Linked DNA regions of Rattus norvegicus: region 2 is linked to region 1. Evidence: chromatin contacts called from public Hi-C data. All regions are on one chromosome and are shown on one strand. Each heading gives the region's core, a stretch centred on a gene start, on an enhancer-like site or on the middle of the called end of the contact. The rest is flanking DNA. Distances are from core to core; before and after follow the strand shown. Region 1 overlaps Tmc1 (transmembrane channel-like 1). Region 2 has its middle 72 kb from the start of Tmc1.

What was found. Hi-C and Micro-C count contacts between places; a contact is called where the count stands out from the background.
Region 2: a contact with region 1 is called in a Hi-C map of the A7r5 cell line, with 3 times the contacts expected there. The contact joins two enhancer-like sites. A contact is called at or near these places in 4 of 12 Hi-C or Micro-C datasets (the A7r5 cell line, the Rat2 cell line, Schwann cells and 1 more).

Annotation. Positions count from the first base shown.
Region 1 is chr1:227,773,216-227,776,676 of GRCr8, forward strand. It overlaps Tmc1 (transmembrane channel-like 1), which reads right to left. Exons shown (of 21, transcript NM_001415991.1): 9 at 3,153-3,251. Among named protein-coding and RNA genes, the nearest start is that of Tmc1, 98 kb to the right of the region's middle. Within about 2 kb of position 1,571, at least 3 of the 93 cell types and tissues checked have an H3K27ac peak or open chromatin away from gene starts, as enhancers often do. A contact at or near this core is called in the A7r5 cell line, where this site is marked.
Region 2 is chr1:227,942,980-227,946,440 of GRCr8, forward strand. No RefSeq gene overlaps it. Among named protein-coding and RNA genes, the nearest start is that of Tmc1, 72 kb to the left of the region's middle. Within about 2 kb of position 1,747, at least 7 of the 93 cell types and tissues checked have an H3K27ac peak or open chromatin away from gene starts, as enhancers often do. A contact at or near this core is called in the A7r5 cell line, where this site is marked.

The DNA of each region.
Region 1 (3,461 bases), core at 321-2,820:
TAAAACATAATAAATGAAAAATACCAGACCAGATATATAACATGCCATATGACTGCAGTTATTCCGACAAAAAATTTTGGAAAACACAAAATCATAGGAAAAAAATAGATCCAATATTTGTATGAGATTGGGAGGTGAAGACTGAACTGCAAACAGGCACAAAAGACCTCCATGGGAGGTGTTAGAAGTGTTTTAAGGATGATTTATGATTACTGTCGCACAGATCTACTTTAAGTTATCAAGTCACATGCTTACACCAGGTAAATTTAATGGTCTATAAATCATACCACAATTAAAGCTGAAAATTTTAAGGTCTCAAGGTGAGATGATGTTTTTTAAATCTTAAAAAAAAAAAACTTTATTCTATGAAACACAGTCCTTCTCCAGTAGAATTAATCACATATGGCGGCTTGAACAAAAATGACCCCCATAGTCTCTTATGTTTAAATGCTTGATCCTCAGATGGTGGAGCTGTTCAGGAAGGATTAGAAGGTGCAGCTTTCTTGCAGCTTTCAATGAGAATGGGCTTTGAGGTTCCAAAAGACATTATTTCTGCTTCCTCCTCATGGATCAAGATGTGTAATCTTAGCTGCTTCTCCAGCTTCCTGTTTTCCTGCCTTCACTGCATCATCATAACTATAGCCCTCCGGAATCACAAGGCCAATTAAATTCTTTTATATGTTACTTAATTCAGTGCCACTGCAATAGAAAAAAGTAAGCACTACACCTGAACAGGACTCCTCAGTCCCCTCTTCTTGTTGTTATTCTTGTTACCGTTCTGCTAATATGGTTTACAGCCCATCATATTGCCTATCTGTTGCAAATTGGTTCTAATGCTTTGATTCAATCAGGAATCTGCATGACCAGTTGCTAAAGGTCCTTGTCCCCAGTCAGTTTTTGATCAATCAATAAGGATGCCTATGGCTAATGGCTGAGCACAGGGAGGGATTACTTAAGAGTTGTGCAAGTAGGACGCAGAGGAAACAGAGCAATTCTCCATGACCTGGAGAAGAAGAATGGAATGCAGCAGTGGTAAAGCAAACCAGCCATGTGATATTTTGGGTATGTGGCCACAGGTCACTTTACTGATTGGGCCTGAGATAGCAGCGGAAGGTTTAGGAGAGCCCAATGATAATTCCTGGGCAGGTACACAAGTGCCACAGTCAAAGCAGTGTCACCACCCAGGAACTGTCTTTAGATTCACAAATAAAACACACACTCACATGTGCGCGTGCGCACACACACACACACACACACACACACACACACACACACACACACACACACAGGCTTATTTTTAAATGCCTTGGCTTCTTCAAAAGGCTGGGCATTCCCAAACCTTCCCCGGCTACCTCAGGCCCAGTCAGGGAAGTGGCCAGTGGCCGCTTACCTGAAATCTCCCATGGCTGATTGGCTTTATCTCCTGTCACTACTGCATCCCCTTCTTCTTCCCCTAGTCATGGCAAATCTATCTTACTTCTATTTTAAAAAGTACAATAGACCAAGAGCCACATTGCATTCATTTTTGTGAGGCCAGTGCATGCTGCTTATATTTAATGAGTCAATGTTGACTTTAATGACATAGCCAACTAGGGTGATTTAAGACTCAAAAATGAAAAACTTACTACTGATTCTGTGCTTCATGCTTCCTCAATAGCTTGCTGTATCTTCTTAGAGACTAGAATTCTGTCATAAAAATTCTGTCTTCTGGTACTGATCACATAAATTTATTTCTGTGGTTTTCATCACATCAATCTAAAAAAATCTTTCCCTTACTCAGGATTGCTATTCGGTGAGACTCATAAGACTAGATGTCATCTGATTCATCTATTTGAAAAAAAAACTAGAAACAGTCAAACTTCGAAGACAGAAAGCAGGGTTCACGAGAGCCATCTACCAGTTTAATGAAGACCATATTAGGAACTGAAAAGAATACAGAGCAGTCATTTTCTCATCTTAAGAAGCTTAAATTTTAGAAACCAAAATATCTGTAAATGCACACATATTGACTATAAAGAGGCAATCTGAGGGGTCTTTATCTTTATCACATCAAATATGCAAAATTTAATTCTCATTTGAAGTTCTCCAGAAAATTGATTAAATTATCAATATCCTAAACTCTGCCCATCTCTGATCTTGTTAGTATTTTAAAAAGAAATTATAGAATTACATCATCACAGGCTTGAATCATACCCCAAAATGATTTTTCAATAGGCAACAATAAGTTTGTGCCACAATAATTAAACGTTCTAACTCACTTATTGTTGCTGTGATAAAATATTGATCAAAACCAACTTGGGGAGAACTGACAGGTTATAGTTCATCCTCATGGGATTCCAGGACAGAACACAAGGCAGGAACCTGAAGGCAGGAACTAAAAAGCAGTAGAAATTTATGAAGAAACGCTGACCACGCTGGCTTGCTTTACCTGGCTTGCTACCTTTCATAAATAGTGCAAGCCCACCTACCAAGACCACATCATGCACAGTAGGCTGGGCTTTCCCACGTAAGTCATAAATGAAGAAAATGCCCTAAAGACGTGCTCATAGGCTAATCTGATAGAAGCAGTTCCTTAGTTCAGGTTCCCTCTTTAAGTTGACAAGGACAGCAAACTATGGTGTTGAGTAAGACTACTGTTAGTGCTATAGTAAAATACTATTTATTTTAATATTATAGTGAATTAGTGCTTTTTTCAGTATTTTGTAGAATTTGATATTTCTCAGTACATAAGTGTTTCTTTTTAATTTAGTAGTGACTATTAAGTATTCGTGTATTCTTGTGTAGGCTGGCGAAGGAGTTAATATGGAGTCTACCAAAAATCCCATAAGATTTTTTCAAAGAGCACATTTGAAAATAATTCCCTTGTTCTTTATTCAAGGGAAGAAGAAAATTTGACGTGAATCTTTAGGATCTGAGCTCATCTTTCGTCCATATTCAATATTCCTATTTAATCATATTTATCATGTGTGTAAACCTTATTCATACACAGAGACACACTTTGACACATACAGTCTTTTATAAACAGGAGGTAGGGATATCTCTTAAGACCCTAACCCTAACCCTAACCCTATGTAAAGGAGCATAGAGTTTCTGGGTAACAACAACAACAAAAAAAAAGCTGGTCTCTACAGACTCTATGTGGAGAAACTTACGTTGAAGTCGTACAGCACACCAAAGTTTGCTGCAGATGCCTCTTCAGCTCTTGGGACTGTTTTCCTAGGTAAGCTGCCATATGGTAAACCCCAGAGGTACTAGAAAAAGCAAAAAGAGCAGTTAAAGCAAATCTGAGCCCCACATGTGATCACAAACGGTTTTATTTAAAAAACACGTTGGAAAGTTTTTCATTCAGACTCTTTGGGTCTCCATGTGGGGTCTCATTTTCTGGGAATTCACTAAGTCCAGAATTAAGAACAAAGGATATAAAGACCCTACACTCTGAATTCACTGAATGAAGAGCAAAG
Region 2 (3,461 bases), core at 497-2,996, 170 kb after region 1:
TGACTACAAGGACTTACTGTGTATCAACCACATCTTTCAGCTCCTCCGATTTCCTCTGAAACATGGAAGAAATAGCCTCTTGCTCTGTCACGGGTGCCTGAACTTCCCTTGGACTCCCTACAATGTTACTGTCTGTCTGTCTGTCTGTCTGTCTGTCTGTCGCAATAATAACTCTCCTAATAAATTTCTGACCTCCAAAGGACTTACTTTATCCTCTTGCTTATGCCCCTAACTTGGAATTTCTCAAGGAGCAGCATAGAATCAGACTGAACTTGAACCCCATCTGAACTTCAACTGCATCAGACCCCAGTGTGATTGAGTCTAAGCAGTGACTCCACACCCTGAGCATAGCAATTGGTTGCTAGAACCATGACTGGGCTCATGCCTGTGAAAGTCAAGTGCTCAGAAGTGAAACTTTCCTATTGTTTCCTCTTCGAAGAGGCCATTTCTTTCGCTCCTTTTGCTCTGTGCTTCATAAGAAGCCATGGGAGGTACTATTTAAACCCTGTACCAACCCAAGCTAGAAGACTCCCTCTTGGTTTGTTTCTCACAGCAGTTCTAAATTAATCTTCCTGTGGCATCATCTTACTGCCTGAAAATTCTGTTAGCCACAGAAGTTCCACGTAGCCCGATAATGAGATTACTTTATTACCTGGCACCATGCCAAGCAGCATCCTTACTGATCTCATTCCCCTCTCATACATCATAGTCTTTCAAACTTATTTGTGGAGAGAAAAAAAGGGCTTACTTTAGAGAACTGTGACTGTGATGTAATAATACAATTTATGGACTTAAGATCTGATGATAGTTTTGCTTTATTTCTTGCGACAGGGCTTACCACAAAACATTGACTGGTCCAGAACCTCCTGTATATAGAGCAGGCTGGCCTCAAACTTGCAGCAATTCTCCTGTCTCAGCCTTTGGAGTATTATGGACATGTTCCATCATTTCTGTCTTAGACATAAGCTTTAGCACAGAAGCCTCCACCTTTGGCAACAAAGAACGTAAACGTTGTTCTTTTCGATTCAGATAAGCATCAGTTGGCAATGATCCCAGCTAATACCATTTTCTATGCAAACTCTGTTACAACTCCATAAAGACAATATATTTTGGTCATCACAGCCATTTGTGAGTACCTATAATGAGTCAGGCATGTACTGGAGTCTCGTCAGTAATAATAACAAGAGACCATCCCTGTGATTTCGACATGCTATTTGTTCAGGGCCCTGTTCAAGCACTTTCTATGTGTTAGCTCAGCTTCCCAGCAACCATAAAAGCAGATGTCATTTGTTTCTACCATTTTGCATGAGAATGCCAGAGACTAGAGATTGAATAAATTGCTAAAGTTGTCAGAATATCTAAATGTTAAAATGCATATTCAAACACAGAGTCAAGTGTGACACTAACTCCTGGTGCATTTTATTTAGAGGAATTAGCCCTTAGGCACTAAAACTTACAGCATGTATTCATTTGTTTGGCAAATATTTCAAATTCTTCTTCAGCAAATGGAATTCTATTCCAGAAACCGTCATTCCTACCCCCCTTAATTATTACAGCAGCTAAAAATATTTTAGAGTCATATTTTACTGATTAACCAAAGTATCTTGAGTTATGTAAATATGTAAATTTTTGCCGTCTAGAATGGTAATTTTAATACAATTCTCATGGCCAACTTTAAAGCTGACCACCAATGATCTTATATCCTGATTCTCTTGTTCTCCTATCCAGTCTTCTCCCACAACATTTTTCTAGGTTGGTCAGTGTGACCACTGGGATGTGGTAATAGCAAAGGCATGTCACTTCAGAGCTGCATTACACAAAGCCTGTAAATTCTATCTAGAATTTTCTCTGTCCCTTTCTGCATAGTCACCAACCTGAGTTTGACTTATCAAGGGGAAACCAGAGGCTCTATTATGAGGTAACTGGAAAGCCTGTAGGAAAGCCACAGGACAAGGGCCATCTCCAGGAAGACTTATACCTACCAACCACATGTGAGGTAAGAAGCTGAACTTTACCCAGCCATCAGGTGAGACCACAGCCCCAAGTTATGGAGGACTCTTAAAAACTGAATTCTGTCCCCATTCTGCAAAGGCATATGTTTGAAATTTTAACCACCTACTTGAGGATGAGGCTCTCCAAAAAGGTAAACGAGGTAAAAATTCATGACCTGAGGGACAGGCCCTGATTTGTTAACAACATTTTAGGGTAAGACCTTCCAAGAGTTGATTAAGTTAAAATAAAGTCTTTAGGGTGGATTTAACTTTAAGCTGGCTCATAAGCTAAAGAAAAGAGGAAATGAGCTCTCAAAAGAGATGCTGAGGTCCATGAGCACAGGAAGAAGGCATTGTCTGTGTGGATGAGAAAGAGACAGGCCACAGAAGGAAGCACTATCATGGGCCCTGGCTTTCAGGGCTCTGGGAGGAGTACGCATTCTGTTCTTTAAGCTGCCAGGTCTGCGGTATGGTCTATGGCAGCCACAGGAAATCGAAGCAAGGACACTGACCCAGAACCATTCAGTTAGCCTCATCCTGGCTCCCTGACCCACACAAACCTTGAATACAATGAGTTGCTGTTGAAGCTGCTAATGAGGTCATTTTCTGTGCAGCAATGTGAGGCTGCCTGAATTTTTCATCATATGGTAGCAAGCCGCTCTGCTCTTGGCACATGTTAGAGATATTTTTTATTGTCCTAATTGCCCACAAACTATTTACTAAGGGGGGTTCATTTGTATGGTTTTTCCATCCACATCAGTCCGTTTTATAAGTAAGGATCATATAATCAATAAATTAAATGAGAGAGTCCTTTAAAGTAATCTAGAATTTTACAAGTATTTCCCTTTGATATGTATTGCCTATTTTCTGTATCACTGAAACAGACCATCTACGCGGCCACTGGACAAACATGGGTCACTCTTTGCTCTAGTTCTTCAATAGAAACTGTGAAAAGCACAGAAGAACGAAGTCAGCCCTGTCTCGCCGCTATACTTTGTACTTCACTGACTTCTTTATACTGTTCTGATCGTGAAACAAGCTGACATATTTTGCATATTTATTGATTCATCATTACCCATTCGTTTAGCAAGTATTATATGATGCCTACTACGTATCAGGCACTGTTATAAAAACAATGTGCAGATTAATAAAGAAATACATCTTCATGGACCTTGTAGGAAGAAATAGTAATAGATGTGAGTGTCGGGACAAGTTTATGACATGCTGATGTCCATAAGTGCAGGAAAACTGCAATGCAGGGCATAGAACACTCCTAGGTGTGATCTCCACTCTTGAGTGGTAGAAATTGGAAGGTACTGTGCTAAAAATACAATGTTTCATAAAAAGAATTACATCTTTAGGAACTGGAGGAAATGACCCAACAATTAAGAGCATATATTATTCATCATGAGAACCCAAGTTCAGTTCCCAGTACCCACATGATGGCTCAAAACTTTGTGTACCTCCAAT